Regions from separate parts of the Mus musculus genome. Here region 1 is linked to region 2. The links are chromatin contacts, called in public promoter capture Hi-C maps. All regions are on one chromosome and are shown on one strand. The core of a region is the stretch at or near the end of the contact, and the rest is flanking DNA. Distances in the headings are between cores, read along the strand shown. Region 1 overlaps Myo1d (myosin ID). Region 2 holds the start of Rhbdl3 (rhomboid like 3).

Region 1 (3,420 bases), core at 769-3,268, 370 kb after region 2:
CTGCTTCTCCATGTTACTTTTAAATCAAAAGGAAGATTTTTAGCCCCAAATAAAAGTCACCAATCTTTTATTTAATAAGCCAGTAAGTCTGTCTGATCAGTTAGCAGTAACAAATGATACCTGGCTCAACATACAACCCAATGGAATTATTTAACTAAAAGGTATGAGGTGATTTAAACATCTTGACAGCTTGGCTATTTCATTTCTTTCCTTATTAGGTAAAATTCCTCAGAAGATGAGGGATGGCTCAGTTGGTATAGCGCTTGCAGCATATACATGAGGACTTGATTTGGATCCTTAGCAATTACATACTATAATTGGGTACAGTGATGCCTGTAATCCTAGTGCTAGTAGGGCAGAGACAGGAGGATACCTGATAGCTCTATCAGGGAGGTCCAGGCTCAGGGAGAGACCTTGTCTCACAAAATAAACTAGGTTAGTGGGATGGCTCAGTGGGTAAAGAGGCTTGCCACAGAGCCCGAGTTTGATCCTTGGAAGTTACATGGTGGAGAGAATGAACTCCTGCACGTTGTCCTCTGACTTTCACATGTGTGTCAAGGCATGCATATGCATGCACACACCCAAACACATAAATAAATGTAAATTATTTTTTAAAAGTTGGAGAGCAATAGAGAAGATATAGGACATTGACCTCTGACCTCCATATATGCTTACATACAGACATAGACACATACCACATATACACAAATTCCCCAAAGAATATACTTTAAATATTTCATTTCAGTATTTATCCATGGGATACTGAGGGAGGAGGAAAAAGAAGTAGGTACTTGGTCTGTTGGGAAACTGGGACTTCCACCAAAACCAGTAACAAAGAAGGAGATAAATAAATAAAAGAGAAAGCAATCAATTACTATTACTATTAGGATTTCCTATCAAAACAGTAGCAAGTGTTTAAACACAAGATGTTCAGTTGCCTTAAGGAGAGATTACAGCTTAGTGTGTTGGCATGCAGTGCCAGCATTAGACACTTGCGTGGCTGAGGCTCAGTACAGCCCTGAGGTCTGAGGCCAGTCTGAGCAACACAGAGCTAGAGTCCATCTCAAAAAAGAAAGAAAGTGAGATTACATTTCAAAAATACTTGAAGGATTAGATGGATGGCTCAGTGGTTAAGAGCACTTCCAGAGGAACTGGGTTCAAGTCCTCCTTCCCACTCCTGGCCTTTTAGGGGACTGTATGCACATGGTGTACATTCATGCAGGCCAAATGCTCATACCCATAAAGTAAAATGAAAAAAAAATTTTTTTTGCCTGACTGATTTACTTAATTCAGCTATATAAATGGCTGAATGGCAAAAGATAGAATAATAATTTGGGGTGTCACTTTTGGGACTTACAGATATCTATTTAAATATAAACAATTTAAGAAAGATTCATTTGGTATGATAAATCAATATAATTTCACCAATACCGACTGTCTAGTATCCAGAGGGTACATCAGTAGATGAATCTCCACAACCTGTGATGATATCTCTAAACTCCCTTACAGTCCGCCATTTGCCTAGATAAAGGTACCCCCTAAATGTCTCACTGAGACTAGGGTTACTTTCCATTTTGTACAGTTTTGTGCCCACCTCTGAGGACTAGACCTGCTTAAACAAGAGGTGCTTAATCAGACGTTTGGGTCTAAGTGGGAACTGGCTGAAGAGACCTAGGTTCTAAATGCATTAGCTGAAGACCAGCTTGTAGCTACAAGTAACAGCCCTGAGATAAGTGTCAGTTAATAATCAATTTGCAGATGATTCACACCCTATTTATAGTTAATGGTGGAAGTTCTCCATTAAGATTACATAATTCCAAGGGGACGGAGTTAGGAAGTAGATTTATTCATGCAGCAGTGGCAATGTGCTGCAGACTTACAGAGAAACAAAACTGCTGCCCATTTCTTTCTAGATGGGAAGGAACAAGGCATGTTTTCCTGGCAGCGTCTGGTTCCTGAACAAGCTTGCATTTGTGAGGAAGCCTGGGGTGATGACGAGGTGTCCCTCCCCAACACAGACTTCTAAACAAACACAATTGATGAGCATACTGCATATATAAGGTCTCGCACAAGAGTCTGTGAACCACAACTCCTACCAATTATTGTACAAATGTGGTTTATTTGTGACATTTTTAGATTGTAAAAAATGGAGACTTGGAAGTTTACTCAATATACTAAAAGAATGCATTTCTCCATAACAACCATGACTGCAGCTAAAATCTCTCATTTTTAAGCAGGTCCCAGGGTCTGAAGAATGCAGTCAGAACACACTCCATATTTTGTCACTGAGGACTGTGGTGGAAAGTCAAGGACAAAAGCAATTTCTTATGCAGAGCTATCAGATGCAGGCATAAAATTCTAGCACATGGACAAGTACTCAGCATCTATTGGCTACAAATGACATCATGCTTTTAAAGAATCCTGTTCATTTTTCCTGCATCTAGCAAATGCCTTAGTCTGTAGCTCCCTCTCCTGGATACTATAATTCTGTCAACCTCACCACTGTATCAGAGAAGCAGAACTCACAGAGAGATACATTATTAATCAGGCCTTTCCCCTTTATTTGACTGTACATTCTTTTAACCTATTATAAAGCAACGTTGCCCTGCCAAACAATAAGCAAAAGTCTTATAGCTCAAGATAAGAGGAAGGTCTTATTACCTTTCGGCTGGAAAAATGACCATGTTTGCCCAATTTACTGTTAAGGGCCTCAAGGAACATTCCGTCAGTGACTTTGCCAACATTCATACACGCGTCATCCAGGATTGCAATGATGCCTTTGTGCTGCTGCTCCACGAGGTCCACAATGATCTGGTTGTTGAAGTAATCAATCTGCAGGACAAGCAGGAAAGCAATGCCCAGGAGAACAGGAACCTCAACAAGCAAGCACATAGGTGTCCCCTTCCTTCACCTCAGTGTCAACTGGGCAGACAGTCAAGCACACATGTTAACGGAGGTCTCCGACCTAATGCCTTCACTCTTGTGCTATGAAGGGAACATCAGTGATGACTGGACTAAGGCAAGAGTGATTAATTCTTGTCTTTGTCCTTCCTGCCTCCCCATCCTACATCCAATCCCACTCTTTCAATTGAGATTAACTTTGCTTTGGGGACATGTAATAAAATGTAAGCAGACAGTTTTGATTCTCATGGTAAGAGGAATGTTACAGGTTCTGAGTGGGTGAAGGTCAGGATGCTGTTAAACCGTTCAATGCAGGACAGCCCCACTGCAAGAATTACCCGTGTTTTCATGTTTATATGTTCAGTACTATATTTTCAGTTATGAATAAAGTTATTTACACCTTTAGAAAAATGTCCTAAAATACAAAAAAAGGAAGGAAATCTGTTACTGGCAAACATTTCAAATATTAGGACTATGAAAGTAAAGTCTTCTGTCCCGGGTATAAGAATTACCTTAAAA
Region 2 (3,557 bases), core at 910-3,409:
GTTACTGTCTTCTGTAACAGTATCAGTGTTCTTCTGTGTCTCCTGCTGCCCTTAGGATGGAATCCAAACTCCATTCTCAGGAAACTAGCAGCCCTCTCTCTCACGCCTCCCCTCAGGCTGGACTCTTCTATTGATGCTGGTGTAGTTTGATTTCCAACCATGCCAAATCCCTTGCAGTTCCCCTTCCACTCTGCACGCTGTCCCCTCTGCCTGAATTGCTGTGTCTCCTGCTACAGGGCTATGGAAGTGCTTCCTTTGGGAAGACCTCCTGGATCCACCAGGGCCCCTCCTCTTCCTTTCAGGCTGTAGGACTCCTGAGTTTCTGTGGAACCCAAGATTTGTTGAACATGGCTGTGTGCCCCACCCCACCTCCACACACACACCAAGATAAACCACTTATAGAGGACAGGGCTTGTCTTTCGCTCATCCATGTACCCTCAGAGATCTCCCCTAGTGTTTAATAAGAGCTCAACAAATGTTCAGCAATGGGAAGGTAACTTCCCCATGAGGGGGTGACTGAGTTGGATCTGTTGCTAAGAGCTGTCCCTGGGCTAGAGAAGAGAAAGCTTGTGAGGACTAGCTGGGGGGGAGGGGGGTGTGTCAGTGGATGCTGGACATCTCTGCAGAGTGGCCTTCTCTTCCACGCACCTGTCTCTTTCCAATCCCCCTGTAACCAGGCTTTCAGAACCAGCTCTTTCCCAAAGGTCTGAATGTAACAGAGCCAGCACTGCTCATGTTATGTCCAGCCAACGGTAGCAGGGGAGGTAGAGACAGGGTCCCTGGCCCTCAGGGCCCCAGCAGTTGCTTATCCTAATAGGCTTTTTTATCAGAAAGAATTCAGCCTCTCTTCTGTCCCCTGAAGGCAGTTTTCAAAAAAATCACACCCCCATGCAGACAGTTTTATTTACAAGGAAATCTTGGCAGGATCTTGACTTGTTAGTAGAGTAGAGATGGGGGAGGGGTGGCAAGAAACAAAAATAGTTGGAATGATCACACTTTCTGAAACCGAGATGAAAATTGGTGTCTGTTGCAAACTCACCTAATTAGGATGGAACTGATTTCCTTCTGGGTTTAAGAGGAGTAGTCAGTGCTGGGCGAGATGGTCACAGGTTGGATCCTGGGTTTGCACGATGTGGTTACATTTGCGTTATGAAAATGAAGGTGTTAATTGCAACTTCTGATAATAATAATAATCCTTTGGACGTCGAGAGGGGTAATGATGATGCGGAGAGGTTGAAGGGCTTTGGTTCTGTATGTAGGCTGCCGGAGGAGCGGGGGTGGGGGTGTGTGTGGGTGTGGGGAGTGTGGGAGGGGGAGGGGCGGCTGAACCAGGACTGAGCCCCTGAGCCTCCCTTGAGGAGCATCTACCCCAGCCCGGGCACTGGCACAAATTATAGTTAGGTGGGAAGATCGCTTTTCCCACAGGTACTCTGTCTCCCATTTTTCTTCTTTAAACATCCTTTAGTACTTTGCTAACTTCATTCCTGGTTTTTAGTTTTAGTTTTTTGTTTTTGTTCCCCACCACCCCCACCCCCACCCCCGGCCAGCTCTCCCCCCACCCCGCAATCCCTCCCCGGCACTCCACCCCTCCGCTCCTGTCTGGCAGGGCACTACTTTCCTGGATTTAACATGGTCGAGAAACCTGAAGATAGCATACAGCTCTAGATGGAGAGGTAGGGCAAAGGTTAGGATTTAGGGTCCCAAACCACCTGACCTTTCTCTCATCTCTAGGCTTTCCCAGACCTCCCAGAATCCAAGACCACAGCGAACAGAGAGAGGTCTTAAGGGTGGCTGGTGGAATCCAATTTTCACATCTCACTCTCAATTCAGTCCTATTTAACCCTGACATGGCCAACTTCGTGAGAACCTCGCTTCTGCCTCCGTCACACAATCTGCTGCTTCCAAGTGATGGTTAACCCGGTGCTGAGCTGAGCAGGCTGAGGGCAACGCAGTCCCCATCTCCGGGCGGGAGGAGCGGCGGCTTGTCGCTCGCCTCCCGGCAGCCAGCCCTCCCTCTTTCCCTCCCTCCCTCCCCGCGGGCGGCCTGGGGGGGCGGGGGCCCCGCGAGCAGCCCCGCCCCCGCCGCGCGCCACCCCGGAGGAGTCCGTGGGGAGGAGGAGGCTCGCGCGCAGAGCGGGGGCCGCGCGGAGCGGGAAGGAGCGCGGGGAGCGGTAGGGCCCGGCTGGCCCAAGGGCGCCCTGCCTCGGGCCCGCGACAGAGGCCAAGAAGTTTGGCGGCTAGGGGCCCAGCGCCCCGGGTCGCGGGGGCCGCAGTGAGGGCGGTGGGGAGAGCAGAACCATGGGAGCGAGCGCGGAGGCGGCGAGGGGCGCAGCTAGCTCCTGGAGCAGCACGGCCGCGGCGGCGCAAAGTTAGCCCGGCGCCCCGGGACGAGCGCCGCAGTCTGGGCCATGGGCGAGCACCCCAGCCCCGGCCCCGCAGTGGCCGCCTGCGCGGAGGCTGAGCGCATCGAGGAGCTGGAGCCCGAGGCCGAGGAGCGACTGCCCGCCGCGCCAGAAGACGTGAGTGCCCCCTCCTGTGTCCCTCAAACTTTCTGGGGGGCGCCACGCGGGGAGACGCCACTGCCTCAGCTCCCTACCCCGCAGACAACTTAGAGGCTTCAAGGTTATGTCACCGGAGCGTCCGGGATGAGTCGGGGGTCCCCGAGGGTAGGAGAGATAGGTCTCCCCCAAATGCAAGCGCGCGCTCCCCACCCCGCTCGGGTTCCCGCGGCTTCACTGCGGGACACAGCCCGGGCCACTGCGCCGGGAACCTGTCGGCTGCCGAGCCCCCTCCCCGCGGCTGGTGCAGTGCCCGGGACACGGCGTTTTCCTGCAGAGGCGGCCGCGTCACTGTAGTGACTTCCCCTCCCCTCCCCTCAGCGACCTGCGGACTCTGCAAGCCCGGGGAAGGAACCGGCGCCGCAGATGCCCAGTCTCTGATCAGCGCAGACCGCTCTGGAGACCCCTTCTCGGCTGCCAGATTAGCTCCCGCCGGCGTCAGTCCGGTCGCGACACTGATTGAAATTCAAACTGATCTCAGTCCCTGAACCCAGCCAGAGCTAGCTGGGTCGAAATGCTCCCAGCAGGGGGCTCAGGAGTCCCTGACCACCTCGGTGCCAGGAACGGTCCCCTGGGGCAGGGTAGGGAGGGGTTACTCCAGAGGGCTTTCCTGCCATCTGCCGCTTAGATCTCTTGTCTGCTGTCCTGGGAGGCGAGGCAGGATCTGGAAAGCCCCGGGTGCTTGAGTTGATGAAACTACTCCCTCTCGGCACCCTGCCTCGGACCTGTCCCTCCTTCAGAGTAAAATTAAACCAGAAACCCCAGCCTACGAAACCACAGCCAGCAAATCTGAATGGGCCGGGAGTCTAACATCTCTCGGGTTTGCGTAACTAAACCTGTCACTTTGTCCTGGCCCTAACTCCTGAGAGAGTCTTCTGTATTCAGTACTTGCACTCAGTCTTGGAAGCATATTGGGGAACACACACACACACACACACACACACACACACACACAGAGTGCTCAAGCAGGGGCGAGTCTCCTGAGCAGAGTCCTCCAAC

What was found. Promoter capture Hi-C pulls out the DNA fragments that hold promoters and counts their contacts.
Region 1: a promoter capture Hi-C map of hippocampal neurons shows a contact between it and region 2, with 2.9 times the contacts expected there. The contact joins the enhancer-like site here to the promoter of Rhbdl3 in region 2. A contact is called at or near these places in 4 of 39 promoter capture datasets (cranial neural crest, hippocampal neurons, pre-B cells and 1 more), 1 of 15 datasets of contacts at CTCF or cohesin (pro-B cells), 26 of 484 Hi-C or Micro-C datasets (B cells, the C2C12 cell line, CD4 T cells and 19 more), 3 of 115 datasets of contacts at active chromatin or transcription factors (astrocytes, embryonic basal ganglia and neural tube) and 2 of 9 other capture datasets (embryonic stem cells and liver).

Annotation. Positions count from the first base shown.
Region 1 is chr11:80,668,188-80,671,607 of GRCm38.p6, forward strand. Myo1d (myosin ID) reads right to left here. Exons shown (of 22, transcript NM_177390.3): 11 at 2,662-2,832. The region is part of intron 2 of Gm38907 (a long non-coding RNA gene); the gene reads left to right. Among named protein-coding and RNA genes, the nearest start is that of Gm38907, 51 kb to the left of the region's middle. Within about 2 kb of position 2,019, at least 35 of the 459 cell types and tissues checked have an H3K27ac peak or open chromatin away from gene starts, as enhancers often do. A contact at or near this core is called in cerebral cortex and hippocampal neurons, where this site is marked.
Region 2 is chr11:80,298,753-80,302,309 of GRCm38.p6, forward strand. Rhbdl3 (rhomboid like 3) reads left to right here and starts at 2,160. Exons shown (of 9, transcript NM_139228.3): 1 at 2,160-2,519. The coding sequence starts at 2,409.